Linked DNA regions of Mus musculus: regions 1, 2, 3, 4, 5 and 7 are each linked to region 6. Evidence: chromatin contacts called from public promoter capture Hi-C and targeted proximity ligation data. All regions are on one chromosome and are shown on one strand. The core of a region is the stretch at or near the end of the contact, and the rest is flanking DNA. Distances in the headings are between cores, read along the strand shown.

What was found. Promoter capture Hi-C pulls out the DNA fragments that hold promoters and counts their contacts.
Region 1: a contact with region 6 is called in a targeted proximity ligation map of large pre-B cells, with 4 times the contacts expected there. A contact is called at or near these places in 3 of 39 promoter capture datasets (the 3T3-L1 cell line, hippocampal neurons and liver) and 1 of 130 datasets of targeted methods (large pre-B cells).
Region 2: a targeted proximity ligation map of astrocytes shows a contact between it and region 6, with 5 times the contacts expected there. A contact is called at or near these places in 4 of 39 promoter capture datasets (the HPC-7 cell line, cranial neural crest, embryonic stem cells and 1 more) and 3 of 130 datasets of targeted methods (astrocytes, large pre-B cells and stem cell-derived neural progenitor cells).
Region 3: a promoter capture Hi-C map of the SN4741 cell line shows a contact between it and region 6, with 8 times the contacts expected there. A contact is called at or near these places in 12 of 39 promoter capture datasets (the 3T3-L1 cell line, 3T3-L1-derived adipocytes, the C10 cell line and 9 more), 5 of 130 datasets of targeted methods (the NIH/3T3 cell line, large pre-B cells, pro-B cells and 2 more) and 1 of 9 other capture datasets (embryonic tail).
Region 4: a promoter capture Hi-C map of the HPC-7 cell line shows a contact between it and region 6, with 7 times the contacts expected there. A contact is called at or near these places in 13 of 39 promoter capture datasets (the 3T3-L1 cell line, 3T3-L1-derived adipocytes, the C10 cell line and 9 more) and 1 of 130 datasets of targeted methods (astrocytes).
Region 5: a promoter capture Hi-C map of liver shows a contact between it and region 6, with 6 times the contacts expected there. A contact is called at or near these places in 9 of 39 promoter capture datasets (the 3T3-L1 cell line, the C10 cell line, the SN4741 cell line and 4 more), 2 of 130 datasets of targeted methods (astrocytes and extraembryonic endoderm stem cells) and 3 of 9 other capture datasets (embryonic stem cells, liver and macrophages).
Region 7: a promoter capture Hi-C map of hippocampal neurons shows a contact between it and region 6, with 6 times the contacts expected there. A contact is called at or near these places in 1 of 39 promoter capture datasets (hippocampal neurons) and 1 of 130 datasets of targeted methods (large pre-B cells).

The regions. Positions count from the first base shown.
Region 1 is chr19:36,272,267-36,274,966 of GRCm38.p6, forward strand. No RefSeq gene overlaps it. Among named protein-coding and RNA genes, the nearest start is that of Gm32027, 9.4 kb to the left of the region's middle.
Region 2 is chr19:36,918,263-36,920,962 of GRCm38.p6, forward strand. Fgfbp3 (fibroblast growth factor binding protein 3) reads right to left here and starts at 1,337. Exons shown (of 2, transcript NM_028263.1): 1 at 1,310-1,337; 2 at 1-1,015. The coding sequence starts at 954. The coding sequence ends at 202.
Region 3 is chr19:36,118,569-36,121,268 of GRCm38.p6, forward strand. It overlaps Ankrd1 (ankyrin repeat domain 1 (cardiac muscle)), which reads right to left and starts at 1,276. Exons shown (of 9, transcript NM_013468.3): 1 at 1,187-1,276; 2 at 651-830. The coding sequence starts at 1,213.
Region 4 is chr19:36,450,697-36,453,396 of GRCm38.p6, forward strand. All of the region lies in intron 9 of Pcgf5 (polycomb group ring finger 5), which reads left to right. Among named protein-coding and RNA genes, the nearest start is that of Pcgf5, 42 kb to the left of the region's middle.
Region 5 is chr19:36,408,433-36,411,132 of GRCm38.p6, forward strand. Pcgf5 (polycomb group ring finger 5) reads left to right here and starts at 1,316. Exons shown (of 10, transcript NM_001368691.1): 1 at 1,316-1,477.
Region 6 is chr19:34,920,922-34,923,621 of GRCm38.p6, forward strand. Kif20b (kinesin family member 20B) reads left to right here and starts at 1,437. Exons shown (of 32, transcript NM_001362434.1): 1 at 1,437-1,512.
Region 7 is chr19:36,688,188-36,690,887 of GRCm38.p6, forward strand. It overlaps Hectd2os (Hectd2, opposite strand), which reads right to left and starts at 1,292. Exons shown (of 5, transcript NR_033510.1): 1 at 1,052-1,292.

The sequences.
Region 1 (2,700 bases), core at 170-2,669, 1.4 Mb after region 6:
CCTTCTAATAGTACCACTCCCTAGGCTGAGCATATGCAAACCATCACACCTGGTTAGATTTGCATTGCAGACAAGGAAGAAAAGTTTAATGGGTTTTGTTCTGTTTTTCTTTTTATCTTTAATCTCAAATATTGTATGGTATACTTCTACTTAAAAAGCCATTATTTATCTGCAGAATCAATTTAACTTAGCCCCTGAATTTTATTTATTTATTTATTTAAGTTTTTCGAAACAGGGTTTCTCTGTATAGCCCTGGCTGTCCTGGAACTCACTCTGTCGACCAGACTGGCCTTGAACTCAGAAATCTGCCTGCCTCTGCCTCCCAACTGCTGGGATTAAAGGCATGCACCACCACTGCCCCACTTAGCCCCTGCATATTATTAGGCTTACTCTCTAGGTCTAACCAAGAAGGAAGTTCTTCGAAGGTTTCATCTGCTTTACACTCTGCTAGTGGGTGGTCTTTGCTTTGGAACTCTTGGGGCTGACCGACTTTGGGATACTTCTAAGGTTGATGGCTCTGTCTGAAAACTCCTGTCCTCTTCTCTTTTACTGTATACTCTTTCCCTCATCTTTATCACATCCCCCAAAGTCTTTTGTGTTTCTAACTCAAAACTTCCCCTTTTGTGTTTCATCTCAGCACCTGCTGTCTAGAAAACTTAGAGTAGTAGTTGGTACCAAAAATAATCCAAGAAAGCAGGTGATAAGAAAAACGATAGACAAGTGAGTTTTTTCACCACTCAGGTGTTCTGAGGCCCTCTTCCTTGGTGGTAAGGTAGACATAGACATCCCTTAGCATGAGTTGCAGACTCACTGGTTAGAAGTCCATCATTGATGGTCTGGCATGGTGCATAGAAAAGGATACACTGATTGAAGCATTTGAAATGTAGAAAAGACATAACTATAAAAATAATAGCACTTAATGATTACTGCCAACTATATTGATGCCCTGTCGGAGGAAAAGAAAAAAACTAAGAAAATTTGTAATTGGTAATTAAGAAAATATGAAAACTGTCTCTACAATAATACTTGTGGGTGAAGAAAAGTCACTGGATTTAACAGTTATTAAACCTTAAAGACAACTGAATATTTAAACTCAAAGCAGGGACATTAATCAAATAAAGGGGTCTAGTTTGCAAACTCTGGCAAAATCTGCAAACTCTGACACATGGAATTCGAAGATTTGGATGGATGTTCCCTGATCTCTGAACCCTCTGAGTCTTCAGAGGTAGCCCACCCTTCCATGTGAAGAGTTAGCGCCATCCCCAGGAAGTCATCACAGGGGTCTTTTCTCCAAAAGACAACAGATGGTTCCTTTCTCTTCTCCTGGATGTCAGATCTACAATCGGGGCTGAGTCAGCATAGTCTGGCCAGGAATCTGCTCAGCCAGATAAAGGAAGTGAGCTTAACCAAAAGGAACCACAGGGCACCATGCAGGGTGTGCAAGCGGGGACCAAGGAGCCTGATTATGAGGACCAGGATGTGTGTCTGGATAAGAGAGGGGTTTGTTTGTTTGCTTAGTTTGGTTTGGTTTGGTGCTTTTTACTTAGGGTCACTCTATTGAGAAACAGGATTTGACAACCCAGGAAATAATGTGAATTTGCTGCCATGGTAACTCCTAGAAGCCTGGAGAAAGGAATGGCTCCCACTGAGAGACTGAATCGCCTGATTGCCACGGAAGACAGAGAAGAAGAAATTAAAGATTTGGGGATGTGTGCTTACAGAAATGGGTGTTTGCTGTGAGGCCAAAGGATATACTATTTACAAGGCTACTGAAAAGGCGCTGGTGAAATAGTCACAGCTAGCATCACTAAATGGCTCAGTGGTACTTCCAAGGACCATACCTAACGATATATAAGTCTACTACAGAATTTAGCTCACTGATAGCAATGGAGATATTAAGCTCCACCAACTGAGGCTAGGTATGATACTCCATTGTCAAAAGAAAGGAAGTAAGAAGTACCATGACAAACAAGAACATAGTGCAGCCAAGACAGCCAAGATCTGAGATAAGTGCAAAAACAGAGTAGAGCTCAGAACTCCTAGAAACAGATCCCCAGTCAACAAGAATGAGTGAGAGGCCGAGGAAAGTCATTGCCAGAAAATATCAAGACAGCCTTGCCAATTTGCAGAACACAAACCACTTTTAGATTCCAATTTCTATTGGTTGAAGAAGACCACAAGGCAAAAGATCCTACAATATCACAGCAGCCAATATTATATGGACTCCTAAATTCCTGCCTCAGGGACCTTTGGACAGTTACTTAAAAGATAAGTATCTAGACTTTCCAACAGCTATGTCTTAGACACAGGATCTGAATTTTAATTGACACATAAAGACCTGAAAGTGTAGGTGGGCCTAGTGGTACGGGCCTATAATCCCAGCTAATGAAGAGGATGAGGCAGGAAGAGTGGAAGCTCAGGAGCTACCTGGCTACAGAGATAGTTTAAGACTAGCCCAGGAGCCACTCAGCTACAGAGACAGTTTAAGGCTAGGCCAAGCAACTTTGTAAGACTCTATCTCAAAATAAAACAACAAAAAAAAGGTGGGAAATATAGCTCAATGGTAGAATATGTCTATGACTACTATACAAATGACCCAAGGTTCATTTCCCCCAACAGTACAAAAAAAATGAACAAATAAAAGGAAAGGAAGGAGGGACGGAGGGGGCAGGGAGGGAGGGGGGACAGAGTGAAGGAGGA
Region 2 (2,700 bases), core at 87-2,586, 2.0 Mb after region 6:
TAAACATAAAATAAAAAACAAAAGCCCTCTCCAGCTGCTTCAGATTCTTCTTACCCTGACCCCTGACCCATTTTGGAATCCCGACTAGCCGACTAGCTTATTCTCCATCCCGGTTCCCTGTCCAAGGACATCTCCCGCCTCGGCTGCGCTACCCTCTGCTTCTCAGCACCTACCCCTAGTGCCCCTTGCCAGCCCGCAGCCTCAGCCATTCCAGAAGTTGACAAAGAAGTTGCAAAGGGAATGCCACTTCTCGGTGCAGTAGGTCTCAGTGAGCTCGGCATTCTGGTCCAGCCCATTGGGTTGGAATCCGGCCGCCGCAGGAGGCTCCGGAACTGGGTCTGAGCCCGCTTTCCTCCCGCCCGAGTTGGACTTCACTAGCAAGGGCTTCTTTTCCGGCTGGGAGCTTGGGGACCGCACCGACTGTCGCGACCGAGCCGGGCTCCGCGCCCTGGACCGGGGCGGCTCGCTGGGACGCGCGGGTAGGCTGGGGTGAGCGGGCGAGTGCAGGTCTGAGCCAGCCGTCTTGCGGGCGCACAGGCGTGGCGGCAGCGGCGCGGGGTCCAGGCAGGGCCGTGGTCTCCTGCGCAGCGCGCCCAGCAGCCGTCTCCAGTAGTGCGCGCGCCGGGCGCCGGTGGCCGCGCAGCGCTCCGGATGCCCGCGGTAGGCGCAATGCAGACTCGCCCCGCCCGGGGTCTGGCAGCGCAAGGCCAGCTCTCCGCCAGTCGGCGTCCCCGGGGCGGGTACCAAGAGCTGCCAGCTGCACGCGTGCTGCTCTGGACTCACGAAGCGACCGGAGGAGCCGACCGTGGGTCGGGAGGCCCGGGTCACTTCCCTGCCTGCTGCCCCCTTGTCCCTCCCGGCAGCCGAGAGGAGGCAGCCTCCCAGCAGCAACAGCAGCGTCAGCGGGGAGAGCGACGCCCGCGGCCTCGGAGGACTCATGCCCGCGTTGGCCATGCCACTCTGGGATTCCTGGGACCTCAGCGCAGGCAACAGGAGGCAAGGAGCATCCTAGGATCTGCGAATGAAGGCTACGGATGAGTCCCGCTCAGCCCTCTCCCTGGACACAGGAACCTGCCAACTCTCCTGACCGGACTTTCCCGAAACCAGTGTTCTCAGTTAGCAGGGAGAAGCCCCTTTAAAGAGCTGTCTGTCCTAAGGGAACAACTTAATGTTTAAGGAATCGTTTTTTAACATTCACTAAAATAGAAAAATGAAGTTTAATGATCACGCAACCACACACCCTCCACCCGTCACCAAACTGTCTACAAAATTATTTCAGATTAATCGGATACATGTACTTTTAGCTTACCGAATTCTAGAAGAGGTGGAAGGGCCCTATTGGAGTAGAGCGAATGACTGCATAAGGGATTAGTCTGTTTTAAACGGCTGTGAATGAACCTGTTATCAATGGGACAGAAGGGGCCTCCCCCTTCATGCCCCTCCCAGACTTCTCTCAGTAGGTTTCGGCCACTGCTAACACACACAGAAGATACACCCGCGTGCAGAAGCACGCGGAAGTGATAGAAGCAGCCATGTGACATGAAATATAAAATGCTGTATTTTGCTCTCACCGCTGAAAATAAGACAAATGTTAACAAAACTTTCTTTCCTTTTGAAACTTGTACATATTTATCTGGTCTATATATAGTTAAGAAAGATGAAATGAAACAATAATATTCAGAACCAGATGCTATTTGCAGGTTTTTTTTTGTTTTGTTTTGGTTTTTTTCGTTTTGCATTGCATGTATTTCTTCTGTGTGTGTGTACCCCAGAGATCCAACTCAGTTTGTAGGGCCCGGTGGGGTGACAAGTGCCTTTGCCTACTGAGTCATCTCAAAGGCCCCACTATTTTCAGTCTTTCTATTTATCATGTCACTCAGTTCTGTATTTTCATCAGTACATCCAAGTAGGGACATTTTGGTTTTTAACTATTTGGGATATGATAGATTAGTTCTAAATATTTTTTCAGAACTCAAAGGTCCTAAAAGGAATGATTTGCTTTGTGGTAGAAAAGTAATACAAATTCAAGTGGTGTAATGTTTAAGTAGTAATCTGTTCTTTGTATGCCTCTGTAGGAGGATAGAATTTGGGTTGGGTTAATTTTGCTGTTGTTTGTTTGTTTGTTTTTGGTTTTTCGAGACAGGGTTTCTTTGTGTAGCCCTGGCTGTCCTGGAACTCACTTTGTAGATCAGGCTGGCCTCGAACTCAGAAATCCGCCTGCCTCTGCCTCCCGAGTGCTGGGATTAAAAGCAAGCGCCACCACCGCCACCCACCTGCAAATTTTTTTTGTTTTGTTTTTTTTTTAAGGTTTATTTATTATTATATATAAGTACACTGTAGCTGTCTTCAGATGTGCCAGAAGAGGGCATCAGGTCTCATTATGGGTGGTTGTGAGCCACCATGTGGTTGCTGGGATTTGAACTCAGAACCATCAGAAGAGAGTTCTTACTCGCTGAGCCATCTCGCCAGCCCAAGGTTTATATATATATATATATAACATTTATAAAATAAAAAGAGAATTTTACATTTGTTTATTGTTTACTTGGTGTGTGTGCTCAAATGCTACAGTATACGTGAGGAAGTCAGAAGACAAGTTTCAGGAGTCTACTATCTCCTCCCACCTTGCAAGTCTCAAGAATTGAAGGATTCAACTCAGGTGGTTAGGTTTAGCAGCAAGTCTCTAATTTGCTGAGCCATCTT
Region 3 (2,700 bases), core at 26-2,525, 1.2 Mb after region 6:
TACTTCCTTTGCTTGTAGAACTAGTCCTTGACTAATTGGTTAGAGGCACGACATAGTCTCTCAGTAATCATTTTGTAATTAGTACCATAAAGCCCAGATTTCTATAGAATTTGTTTTCTCATTCTCAAAAACTAACATATGTTTTAACCAAGGGTAGAAAATACAGATAAATTCACAAATACTGATGCCATTCTCCTTCACGAGTCTCTGAAACGGAGATTACTGCTGCACTTCTAAATTTGTGTTAGTAATCTACAAAAATTCAATAAATAAATTTCAATAAACATGGCAAGCTTATTCTATGACCCGTGGGCCACAACTCAATGTTATCAAAAAGAACAAATCGCCTTGGCTCAAATTGAGTAGGCAGTGTGTGATGTTGGAGCTTTTCTGGTTATCATTATCTGTCTGTCCTTTGATCAAAACGTGGTCATAGCACATTCAATCATTGATTCAACCCTCCACACAGGAGGAATCCAAAAGTAATTCCCCCAGTCATTTCCATGTGCACTGCTTCTTTGCATCATGCGCTTCATATCTGGTGAAAAGACATCTTTAGAGCAGTTTTTATTTGTTTTCCTCCTCTCTTCCCCTCTTCCTCAGGGACCTCCGTACCCCACTCCCACTAGGATTTTGTGGGAGGTCCTCACCTCTGCCTCTCGCAGTTTCTCGCTTTTCCGTTGTTCCTCCCCCTGCTTCACGCTGTTGGCCGGAAGTGTCTTCAGGTCCTCTTGCTTCTCCAAAGCAACAGCAGCTTCATATTCTCCATTTCTGAACTCCCCAGGAAGGAATTCCCCTGCGGCCCCATTGCTGTTCTTTTTGCCTGTTACCTGTATGTGAAGAAGATGTTGAAGTCAGAAGCAAAGCTACCCATCTTGGGGTAACTGTCCACAAACAATGCCACAGGAGGTCCTTCCTCTCCATCCAGCGACAGCCACCTTCAGGCGGTGCACTGTCTGGAGCATAGCTCCAGGTATCCCAGGTGCCTGCCTTCCTCTCACAATTAAGATGAGCATCAGGTTAGCACATGAAAATTCACTTTTAACCCACTCAACCCACTCAACCACCTTCTCTTAGGAAGTCACTAACGCCAACCCCACATTATTCCTGAGAAAGAAAAACCATCTGTATTTTCAAATAAAAGCCAAGATTAAAAAAAAAAAAAAAAAAAAGATGTTTTACATACCAGCTCCTCTACTCTCAGTACCATCATGTTGGCAGCCGTGAGTCTATGTTTTTCTCTCTTGTGGATGAACCCCTGGAACTGGCCCTGTGGAGCCCCTCCACACCAGCCCGTTATATAGCTAGGGCTGGGTGAGATAATCTTCCAGCCTGGGAAGCCAAGTCACACCCCTGCCCCCACCAGTGGCCAATTCAGAGGCAGGTGAATTTTCATTCCAGACTTAGTGTCTGGGAAGCCCAAGAGGGAGATGACAAGCTGGCCGCGGCGTATGCGAATCAGGAAGAAATGTGAGAGGGTCATTCCTTTGGCAGTGACCACACCGCTCAGCAATGCGAGTCATCCCACGTATCGGGAAGCCAGGGGACAGCTGCCTGTTAATATTGCACCACATCGCTGCTCTTTTTCCTTCTTTGTCAGCTCTCATATGACTAACGTATCAAGAAAATGCAAGCACTGTGCATCACACTTACAGCCATATCTTTCTGATAACTGGACTTATCAGCACTCCAGTTGGCTGGGAAGTGTTGCTTTGGGACATCCTATTTCTGGGGATAATCAGCCCGAGGGGAAGGAGATGGGTCTGGGTGCCACTTGTCTCTATCTGTTTGGAATTCTCTGGAGTGATGTCTGCAGCTAAAATGGCCCTGTGACATGCCATCGTACCAGCATTAGGAGAAATTGAAAGCATTCAGTAATGCACTTTGACTCTATGGTGTCACTGGCCATAATTAGTGCACCACAGGCTCACCGTGTTCTAAATCTGAAGGCTAATCAGAGGATCTACCCCAAAACGGGCCGAAGTGATGCACAGAGAGATGTGAGTCCAGTTCTTAGCAGAAGCACAACTTGGATGCTGTCAGTAAAGTTTCCCAATGCTGTGGGAAAAGCTTAAGAGAGCCCGAGAAAAATGTGCGTCTGAGGCTGGAGACTCATGGGCTAATGATAGAGCATCTGCCTAGATACACGGGGCTCTCGTGTTCTATTCCTAACACGGAAACAAAAAGGCCCCAAGCTTTGCTGTTGAGAGAGGCAAAAATACTTGTTTCTGGCTTGTCATCGCTAAGATATTAAAATGTGAAAAATATAAATATTTAGATCTTTTTATAGTTCGAGGAAAGATTCTATCGTAAGAGCCACATAAAATACTTTTTTTATTTTTTATGAAAGAGGAGAGTGAAGGGGGTGTCAGTAGAAGAGGGAAGTGTTAATTAGGGTGTTGTGTATGTTTGTTATGCTGGCCATCATATATCTGTCTCTCCTCACTCACCCTTCCATGAACATGGGGTAAGAACCCCCACCCCACTTCAGCTGTTCAACCAGCAAATTGTGTTTCTAGAATCTTCAGTACAAGACATTGCCCTGAAAACCAACACACTAATACCTTGTCCTTCGTGGGTTCCCCTCTCCTAGTGTTCTCTCTGTCCTATCTGTCCTGAGACGCTATCAATGGATAACTGTTGGTCTTCTCGTTTTCATGGTTAACACTATTTTCTTTGACCTCTTGAAGTGACAAGCAG
Region 4 (2,700 bases), core at 50-2,549, 1.5 Mb after region 6:
TTCTGACCTGTCACTTTGTAAAAAACAGTTTTTAAAGTCTTTTCACACTTAAATAACAAAAGTTTCTAGCCAGGTGTGGTGGCGCACACCTTTAATCCCAGCACTCGGGAGGCAGAGGCAGGCGGATTTCTGAGTTCGAGGCCAGCCTGGTCTACAGAGTGAGTTCCAGGACAGCCAGGGCTACACAGAGAAACCCTGTCTCAAAAAAACAAAAAACGTTTCCCACTATTTTAGTTCTCCTGAGTTAACCATTTTACTGAACTAAAAATAAAAGTATGTCTTAACAACTATTATTTTTATGAATCCTGAATTTTTCATCTTACTCATCTTAGCCCTCGAGACATTGCTAATCTTTAGCCCTTGAGATGAAATGTCAAATTGAGTGACTCTAAATAGGAGATATGGCTAGCTCTGATTGTGAGCTGTCAGCTGTACCCAGCCAGCCTCAACTGCTGCTCTGGGACATAGGAGTGGCCGTGAGATCACTTAGTAACACAGGGAGCTTCGACTTGTGTCTAAGGAAAGCTTATCTAATAAAAACACATTTTAGAAATTTGGAAAATAGACTGGAGAGATGACTCAGCATAAAAACTACTCTTCCTCTTGGAGAGGACCCAATTTTGATTCCCAGAACCCAGACCAGGTAACTCCTGACTGCTGTAACTCCAGTTCCAAGGCATTTGATACCTCTGGGCTCCTCATGTGGGCATGCCCACACATGTTTAAATATAAAGAGTGATGCAGTTTAGTGAAGCATGACCATGTTACTATGTGCACAGATAATGTGCCCAGTCTTAACCTCATAGATGAGTCATAGGATTTTAAGAAAGTAATCTTTTCCCCAATAATTAAAATTATCCATCTAGTTTCTAGTTAGTAACTAATAAACTTCCAGTTTCCAGGTTGAGACAAAATTAGTTTACATTATGTCTTAAAAGAATACTATAAATTCACTAAGCAAATGTTCTGAGGAGCAGTGTATCTGGACTTTTGCTTAGTCTTTTGATTACTGCCGTGTATGGGGGTCTCAATTCATTATTAAGATGTGAGCTTTGTGATACATACTGTTTAAGTCCTGCCTCTTTGGAAATGGAGTGTCCTAGCATACATCTAGACGGGCAATGGAAAGCCGAAAGCCACTCAGGAAGGAAGGTGCTCTCCTTTCAGTGTGCAGAGGAGGGGGAGCCTGAGCCCATGGTTCAGTTGACTGAGTGATAAATTACAGTGGTAACCTCGTGCCTGGCTGTCACCCAGCACACGGGGGCTGGCACTTTCTGTCTTCCTGTTGATGTGTGTTTCCTGAGAGGTGAAGCTGCTCCTTAGCTCTGACCCTGAGTGCTGAAGGACACGGGACTAAGATGAGTCTGCAACTGTACCCTCATTCCCTTTCATTCTACCAGCCTTCATTGTGGGTAACAATATTGTGAGAAAGTTAACAGTTAAGTCCTCCCAAAGGGAGCATCACGGTGTCAGTAAACCCAGACAGCTGGCCCTGCAGGCTGCAGAGTGGTGCAGGCAGTAAGAGTGCGTGTTCTTAGAAACTGCCTTGTGACAAGACAAGTGTTCTCACTTTTCTCCTCACATATTGACGGTTTATTTCCCTGGCCTCCTAGAAGGCTGAATGCTTTTGACTCCTTGCTGTCTGACTCCTCAGTGGACTTGTTCCTCCAAAGCAGAACCCAGGAGGTTGCTATCTGCCAGAAGCCTAGGCCAGCCAGATACCACCATTTGCTGTTTCAGGTTTGCCTGCCTGTTGTGATAACCAGCTCTTAGGTATTTCCTTTCCCGGAGGCTTTCCATTTAACATGGAATCCTTCTCCCCAAGAAGGCTTCTTCCTTGTTTTAGAGGAAGGTACTGCCTTTTTGGACTTAGGGATGTCATGGGACCTCAGTAATGAGGACCCCTAATTTATAAAGTACCAGAAATGTGGGGAAGAAAGCAGTTTGAGCAGTATGTAGCCTGCTCACATGGGCTCTTTTTCAGGTTTGATGTAAGCATAGGCTTGCATATTCCCAAGGTACATACTTTGACTTAACTGTGGGATAGCTCAGCACTAATGGGCAGGTAAAGTCACAACTGTGGGTTTTTTGGTTTTGTTTTGGTTTTGGGATTTTCTATCCTTTTACTCCAATACTTCCCCTGTCACTTTGCCTGGAAGTGCTTCCAGCCTTTAACAAGGAGCAGAGAAGAATTGGAGCCAGACTTTAGTGAACTCAGCTCAGAGTTGTAAGGACCAGCACACTGGTGGCCATTTTCTGCACAAGCAAATGGAATTGCTTTTTTCAGCATCCAAATTGTTATAGGTTGCTCCTGATAGAGGTAGCCACAGTCCTGGAGTACCATAGGGTGATGTTCCTTCTGCATGCATCTGCAGGGCCTGTGAGATCTGGTGTAAAAAGAGACATGACGTGTGGAGACGGGACTTAGTGTGTGAGGCATAGGGTCATTGGAGATTCTTCAGACTCGGGGGAGACTGAATTGGATGCCTCTCTCATCCCAGCACACTTCTAATAGACCCCTTCAGCCACGGAGGGAGTGCCCCAAGGTTGGACAGGCACAGAACCCTTGGACAGAGGCTGCAAGTTGTGGCTTATTTTCCTGTTCCCTAAACCGATCCCTATTCCATCAACATGGCACCCTGCCTCATTGGCTAAGTGTTAAGTAATAGGCTTATTCTTGAAAGCAGCTTGGGGTGTCTT
Region 5 (2,700 bases), core at 66-2,565, 1.5 Mb after region 6:
CCGTGCATTTTAAATTTGAGGTATATCTCTGGACACCTGTGCACGCCTGGATTGTTGTTTTGTTCTTGAAGTCACCTCCGCAATCTGTCACTAGCCAGAGGTTCTGCCTGTCTGGAGGAGATAAAGCGAATGCTCTGCATTCTCTCCGAATTCTTCAGCCACCTTTGCTCTGGCTCGTACAAAAGAGATGCTGGAACTGCAGCCCTGATTCTCTTTCTGGTGTGCAAGATTGAAGGTTACTTTGCAGCTTGCGCTTTGGAGAATTCTCCTTTGATATTTGGTTAGTAAGTGATGGCTACCTTGCTTTGCCTAGGATCCTAGGGATCCTAGATTATAGTCTTCTAAGAAGTGAAGTACTGGGTCTAAGTTATGCTCAGTAGGAATTTATGAGTTTGGGGAAAGCAGTAGGAGAGGAGTATAGGTCACCTTTCAAGGAATCCTCCTTTTCTGTTAATGAATGGTGTCTCCGAAGTCTCAAAGTCCACTAGAAAGAGCACTGGGGTTTTTGTTTGTTTTGAACCTTGCAAACAGCAATAAATTTTTACCACTTTACCTGTATTTGTCAGTGATTCTGATTGCTAGACCTATCATACTGCTACAAGTTCAATGGTGATTTCTAAATAAGGTTCATTGCAAGCCAGTGTCTTCATGTCCAGTACGGCCTCGTGGGTCCAGTGTGGAGAACAATGCCTCCTATGAAACTGTTCTTCGATGTCTTAAGTTATATTTATTTATATGAATGTTTGTGAGTTTGTCCTCTGACCTATAGAGGTCAGAGAACAGCTTGCAGGGGTCGTTCTGTCCATTCTCTCCTTCCGTTGAATGCTGAGGACTGAGCAAGTCTCCTCAGGCATGGCTTCAAGTGCCTTTACCGGCTGAGCCATCTCACCGCCCCAAGGAGAAAATTCAGTGAGGTGACTCAGTGCTCAACGCTGACCATTGCTTTTGAACCGGCCAGGCAAAGCGTACTGGTCATTGTTAAGACTGAAAACAACCCTGAGAGGGATGGCGAGGATAAGAACGGAGATAAAATTCGGCCACAGCTACGTGTCACACAGGAGCAACAAGGGTGGGGGGCAGGGCACTCAGGGTGTCCCAGGCGCCTAGGAGGAGCACGAGCCGGCGGGCGTGGGCTGGGGGCGTGGCCGGCGGGAAGGGGCGTGGCCCACGAGGAAAGGGCGTGGGGACGGGGCGTGGTCGGCGAGAGAGGCGTGGCCTGCGGGCAGGCGGGCGGCTCTGGCGGTTGGAGGTGGGTGGAGCTGCCCTTGGAGGCGGCACCGGCCTGGCCCCGAGGCCCGCCGCGCCCTATCGCGCCAGAGCCGAGTGGCCCCGCGGAGCCCGCGCGCTCCCGCCTGCTGGGGGAGGGCGGACAGGGCGCGGGGGACCAGACAGGCCGCGGCGGGCGCTGTTTCTCTTTCGCTTTCCCGGGCTCGGAGGCGGGCGCGCCGGCGGGCTGAAGAGCGGCGGCGGCCGCTGGGTAGGTACCGCGCGGGGGCGGCCCGGCCGCGCGCCAAGTTTGCGCCGGCGGCCGCGGCGCCCCAGACACCTGCCGCGCCGGGCGCTGGAGCCGGAGCCGCTCGGGGGCGGGGCGGGCGCGCGGGGTTTCGGGGCAGCGCTCGGGGGCGGCGCGGCCGGCCCGCGGAGACTCGTCCTGTCCCGTGGTCCCCGCGCGAGTAGCCCCGGCTCCTGAGCCGAGCACCTGCCCGGCGGTGAAGGGCTCGAACCTCCGGGACCCGCGCCGGCTGACGCGGAAAAGTTGCCGCCGGCCGGCCGCGCGACACCGCAAGCGCTCGCTTCCTTTCCGTGTCGGGGTGACAGGGCTCTGGGCTTGGGATTGGGACTGCGTTTCCCACCGGTTTGCCTCGAGCGAGCGCTCACGTAAGTCCTGGGAGCAAGGGAAAGTCGAGAGAGGAGCGGGGACCCAGGCGAGGATATTAATGCTTTGCTGAAGGTCACGAAGGCCAGAACCCCGACATTGCAATTAATTAAATTACACTTTCTGTCATATCCTTGACACTATTTTCCCAAGGAGTAGACGCTCCGAGCTTATACCCTGAACGTTCACAGTGAGGGTGTGCTGCTGGAATGATGCCTTCTAGACTTTTCCAGTTATTTTATACTCGCCTATGTGTTAACAGCCAAGGTAGTGGAAAAGTTTCTGCCTAATGAGTGAGATTCGTGTAGGATGAACCTACTGAAATCAGCATCTTCATTGTTTTCTAAGGTCATCTTTCTTGTAGGGAATTTGCAAAACTTTTTAAATAACCTAACAAGCTAGTGATTAGTAAAATTCTAAGAAGAATTAATGACATTTCTTCAGTTTTCACTGTTCACTATTTCATTTAATCATCGCCTTTCTAGGTCGCTGGAGCTCTTATTTTTATCTTACAAATAAAGCAATGAAATAAATAGCTACTTGAGACTAACTGTGGCTGGTATCTGTTAGAACTTTCTCACTAATAGAGGAAAAAAAGAATGAATTTTGGTAGAGTGCTTGCCTAACATGCACTGTGCCTGAGTTTGATCCCTGTCACAGTGCAAACTGGGAGTGGTGGGTCACACCTGTATTACCGGCATGCTAAAGGAGGAGGAGGCAGGAGGATCAGAAATTGAAGGTCATCCCCTCTAAACCAGGAGTTGTATGCCAACCTGGGCTATAAGAAACCCAGCCCAGAAAAATAAGAATGAATGAATGAATGA
Region 6 (2,700 bases), core at 187-2,686:
CAAACTAGTTCTTCTCAAATTTGATTATTTTGTTTGGGGGAGAAGTGTGTGTGTGTATGAAAGAAGTCAGAGGCAGGGTAGTGGTAGGAGATATAAATTCTGTATCAAGATCGAAAAACACTAAGGTTGTCAAGCTAGTGTTCCAAAAATCCTTCTAATTAAGTGCAATAGCTGAAAATATGATCACAGAAAAGCTAAGGTAACAAAACTTCTTCAACTGATTTTAAATCCCGGTTCCATTTACTTTTCTTCCCCCCCCCCCCCCGAGACAGGGTTTCTCTGTGTAGTCCTGACTGTCCTGGAACTCACTCTGTAGACCAGGCTGGCCTCGAACTCAGAAATCCGCCTGCCACTGCCTCCCAAGTGCTGGGATTAAAGGCATGTGCCACTATCCGGCTTTTTTGTTTTTTAAAAGATTTATATGAGTACACTGTTGCTGTCCTCAGACACACCAGAAGAGGGCGTTGGATCACTTTACAGATGGTTGTTAACCACCATGTGGTTTGCTGGGAATTGAACTCAGGACCTCTGGAAGAGGTCAGTGTTCTTAACCACTAAGCCATCTCTCCAACCCTCCATTTACGTTTGTGCCCATTACTTATTTAGAATGTATTAAATGGGACGGTAGCAATACCTACTTTAAAGGGTTCTTAGCACCAGTCAGACAATCCATTTTATAAAGGTAGTGCCAGCGGAAGCATAAGGTAAATGCTCAATTTACGTTAGCATTATTTTTATTCAAAGTGAAAGTCTAGCCTCAATAGTAAATTCTCGTCATATGAATGTATTAGTAAATTAGCCCTGCACTCAGAGGGTTACTTTAGGGAAGCGGAGAAGGACACATGGGCACTTACATTTTGGGGCACTGCACAGTGCCTCTCAGCGGTAGCTGATTTATGCTTTCAGAAACATCAAAAAGGGGGTATAAAAAGATGAAGGATATGCTCCTAAAATGTATTTTGAGGAAAACGTGTTTCATCCAAGAGGGCCGTCATCGACAAGAAGAATCACTTAAAGAGGGGAGTTAACTTGGTCCCAGGTCGCAAGTCCTTTCTGCCCCGGGGAATGACAGGACTCTGAGGTGTAATAGGAGGAATAGTTTGCCATTCCTCCGCTCCTGGGGGCATCGCGGGAGGCAGTGCGGAGACAGCGGCCTCAGCAAGGCTCGTCATCATGCGGGTCTAGGACGGAACCTGAGACCTGAGTACCGAACAGGTATCGTTAGGGTCAAACCTAATATGGCCCCGAGAAACTCCCAGCTAGGTAGCCCACGAGCGTTGCTACTGCCCCATCGGTCGCCCGGAGCACCGAGTCCCGCCCCCCAGACTTGAAAGCCTTTTCCGGAGGCGGGGGCGAAACTCGGCCGCGAGCGGGTCCAGCCCCCAGGGCTCGCCGGAAGCCCCGCCCACTCCCAGGGTTCAGCGCGGCGCCGAGCCGCCATTGTTTGAATTTGAAAACCGGGAGGAAGTGGAATTCTGCAGGTGGGGAGGCGTGCAGGGACCAGCGATTGCAGTAAGTGAGGAGCTGACGATTTTGGGGGCTCCGAGGGTGGCTGCTTGCACAGAGGGCACGAAGCTGCGACGCCTCGGCCGTGTCAGCGTTGTCGGGGCTCGTGATGCCCGTAGTCTAGGTGCGGGGCTGCTGAAGGTGGGGCTGAGCTTCAGGGAGTTAAGCGAGTTAAGCCTTGAGGCGGAAGACTTCGGTCTGTCTAGGCCTCGGTTTCCTGGTCCGGTAAAGGAGGTACACTTTAGATTCACAGACACTAGTTTTATTAGACACAAAAAGATTTGCCACGTCTGGTTGCCTGAATTCGGGAGGTGAGCAGTTGTTTTGTCACGTGACAAGATCTCTTTCTAGGTTGAGTCCAGTGGGGGCTTTTTTTAAAAAAAAATGTCACATTACTTTGTGGCTAGAAAAGAAGCATATTTGGGTTTTATGTGTATATAAAGGAAATTGAAGTGAGTCAGTTTTAGTCCAGTACTACTTCCGTTGGTCTGTATTTTGAGCCTGTCGTGAAGAGTAAACAAATTTAGATGATTGTCTTTCTACTTAAATAGGGAATCCCGGTGCTAGGTGCTTTAGACTGTTAAATCTGTTTCTTTGAAAAATTAGGAGAGAGGCGACCTTTTCTCTCTGGTATTGTGCATCTGGTAGATGCTTGCTTTCTTTCTTTCTTTTTATTTTTCGAGACAGGGTTTCTCTGTGTAGCCCTGGCTGTCCAGGAACTCACTCTGTAGACCAGGCTGGCCTCGAACTCTGAAATCCGCCTGCCTCTGCCTCTCAAATGCTAGGATTAAAGGCGTGAGCCACTACTGCCCGGCGTGATAGATTCTTAGAAAAAAATTTTTTTAAAGATTTATTTATTTATTATATGTGTGTACACTGTAGCTGTCTTCAAATACTCCAGAAGAGGGCATCAGATTTTTGTGACAGATGGTTGTGAGCCACCATGTGGTTGCTGGGATTTGAACTCAGGACCTTTGGAGGAGCAGTCGGTGCTCTCAACCGCTGAGCCATCTCACCAGCCCCCTTAGAAAATTTTAAATGTTAATTTTTTGGGGGGTGGAGGGTTAGGTTTATCCTATAGGGATTTGATGTGCAATTCAGATTTAATAGTTCAGTGATGGCATTATTCCATATTCACATTCAACCTTGTGATGTGTCAGTTAGTGATTTTCATTGTCGTCATCATCATTATTA
Region 7 (2,700 bases), core at 42-2,541, 1.8 Mb after region 6:
TCTATAAATTATGCGCCCAGAGAAGATTGAAGTTTACAAAGGAAAAAGGAAGAAACTCCCCCACTATTTGCTTAGTGAGCTGGGTCAGCCCAACTAGTGCCAAAACCCACGTACTTGGCCCATGTTGCTATGTTTGCAAAACAGGCCCATGTTCCAAGAGAGACCAGAGGCCTATACACAGCCAGCCAGATCTCTCTTCAGGCTGCTCTCTGGCCTACTTCAAAGTCCCTTGGATCCCCAAAGTCTGTAGCTTTGTTTCTTGGGCCTGGAAGGCTGAAGCTCAGAGAGGTGGAGCACAGGAGATCTTTCTGCACATTGGCTAGGCTTCACTCTTCCCTGTTCTTCCAAGTTCCCCAGCCTCCCTCCTCCACTTCCTCCTCCTCCCCCTCATCTCTTCCCTCCCTCCTCCTCTGCCTCCTCCTCCACTGTATAAACTCCAAGAGTCAGGATGGCTGATCAGCCTATATCACCTCGAAGAAACCTTCCCTGGTCCTGAGATAGGGTCAGTGCTCTTTCCCAAGGGCCCCACAACACCTTGTCTGTGTCACATGGTATTACTAATCTGGCCATAGTTAGTCTTCCATAGTCATCTCAAAAGCAGAGACTCTCTTGCTGTGGCATCCTCAAGTCACTCTCTCAGTAAAAGAGTCAGTAAGTACCCTTTCTGGCCTCCTATGAGCCACCCTGGGACCTGTTCCCAATTCAGATAGAGAATTTCTCCCAGAAAGAGAAAGGCATACTGGCAGTTGTGCTGTGTTATGTTGTGTTGTGTTATTCTGTTGGGTTGTGCTCCGCCCTGTCTGTCTAGCCCAGTCTCCCATATATCTCAGCCACATGGAAGCAAACTCCAAGCTTTTTCTCACTAGCCTGTCCACTGCTTTTCTCACCATCTCCTTGGTGCCCCCAACCTCTCACCCTTCCTAGGCAACCTTTGAAGAAACAGTCCAACTTCTTCCACACAGAAACCGACCTAACCCTCCCACCCATTCCTCCCCTCCCACTGAGTAGAAACCTGTTGTCACAGACCCATGAACCCCTTTGCCATGCTTACCTCTGACCTCCTCACACTGACTCCGAAGGTCAACCCCAGATCTCAGCTACAGGAGCAGCCCCTGCCTTCATCATCCCCACCCCTAGTCCCTAATGCAGTGCTTGGCACGCTATCACAGCTGTCAGGAAGAGCTTGCTGAGTTAATTCATTCACTAGCACGCAGAAGATAATAATAGCATTCGATGTCACCGGCAGAGTGAGTGCAAAGATTCCAGCAGAAGCTATGCACAAAGAGGAAGAGACCATAGCTGTAGGCTGCAGTGACTTGTGAGGGGGAGGAGAGAGAGATGTAATGGAGGGACAAGATAATTAGCAACAAGACAGAAGGATGGAGGACAGCCTAGGGCAGCAGGGGAAATGAGAAAAAATACAATCTATATCCATATATTCTACCCTGGAAAGGGATAGGAGAGGGACCCTGAAAGAGTTAGTGGGTTAGTGGGAAAGAAAAAGTGTGGATTTGATCAAAATAAAGTCCATTGATACATGATGGAAAAATAACACTAAAACAAAAACTTGGGAAAACCCAACCATGCCTTTAAATCAAGTCAGATCCAGGTCTATTCTGGCTTAAAATGCCAGTGTCATCTCAGTGTTTATGAAAATCCTGGAACATTTTATCCAACCCTGTGAGGCCCATGCATGCATCCCAGCTCTCAAACTCTGGAAAAGGGGAAACTGAGTCCCACGGTAACTTTTATAGGAACGTTATTTTTTTAATAAGCAGATTTATGTACTATTTTTGCTACAAACTTACCTGCCTTTGGTTTGAAATCCTTAGTACACCTTTCCAGAGCTGCTTTCTCATGCAAACAAAGCCCCAGGGGCCTCTGTTGTATAACACAGGCGAGGCTTTTGTTTGTTTGCGTTTCCCCCACAGTGACCCATTTTTAAACTGCCCTATTTAATGCTGTAGGAACCTATTCTGGGATTGTTTATCTTCTAAATTGTTATGGAACCTTAATGTTATACTCTTCAAATGAGATCCACTGAGAACCAGGAGAAGAAGGGGGACTTGTTTTTCCTTTTGCTAGCTGCTGTGGCCCAGCTTCAGGCCCATCCCTGGGCCACGGGTCATCTGGAAACATTTCTGCCTACACAGAACATATGGTCTGAGAAAAGAAGGGGGGTGTACTCAATAGCAGGTAATTATTTTGAGCCAGGCACTGCCCTGATTACTGAATCTTACTTTCTCCCAAGATCATAAGCAGTAAATATTGTTACTTTCACCTTATAATCAAGAAAACTGTGGCTGAGAGACCAAGGGCTCACCCAGGTCTAGCCACAGGTCAGAATAGGAACCATCCCCCCCACTGTGCTGTACAAAAAAATGGGAGGAGCCACACAGTAAAGGGAAACCACTTCTGATTGCCAGGAGAGAGGTGACCTCAGTTCCCTAACACATCCCTTGCTTCCACTGGGCATGGCGGTTGTAACCGATGTGGTCCAAGCATTTTCCTACAATCCTATTCCCTATAACAACCCGCGGGGAGGTGATTCAAGTCCACCTTGCAGTGAGGGGTCTTTAGAAATGCCCAGAGAGAGTAATTAATCCATGCTGGGTCCCATAGAGGCAGAATTAATGTTTCAACTTCTTCTGGGTTTGTGCAAAGCCTTCTCCAACTCTCCTATACCCTTAAAAGAAGCAA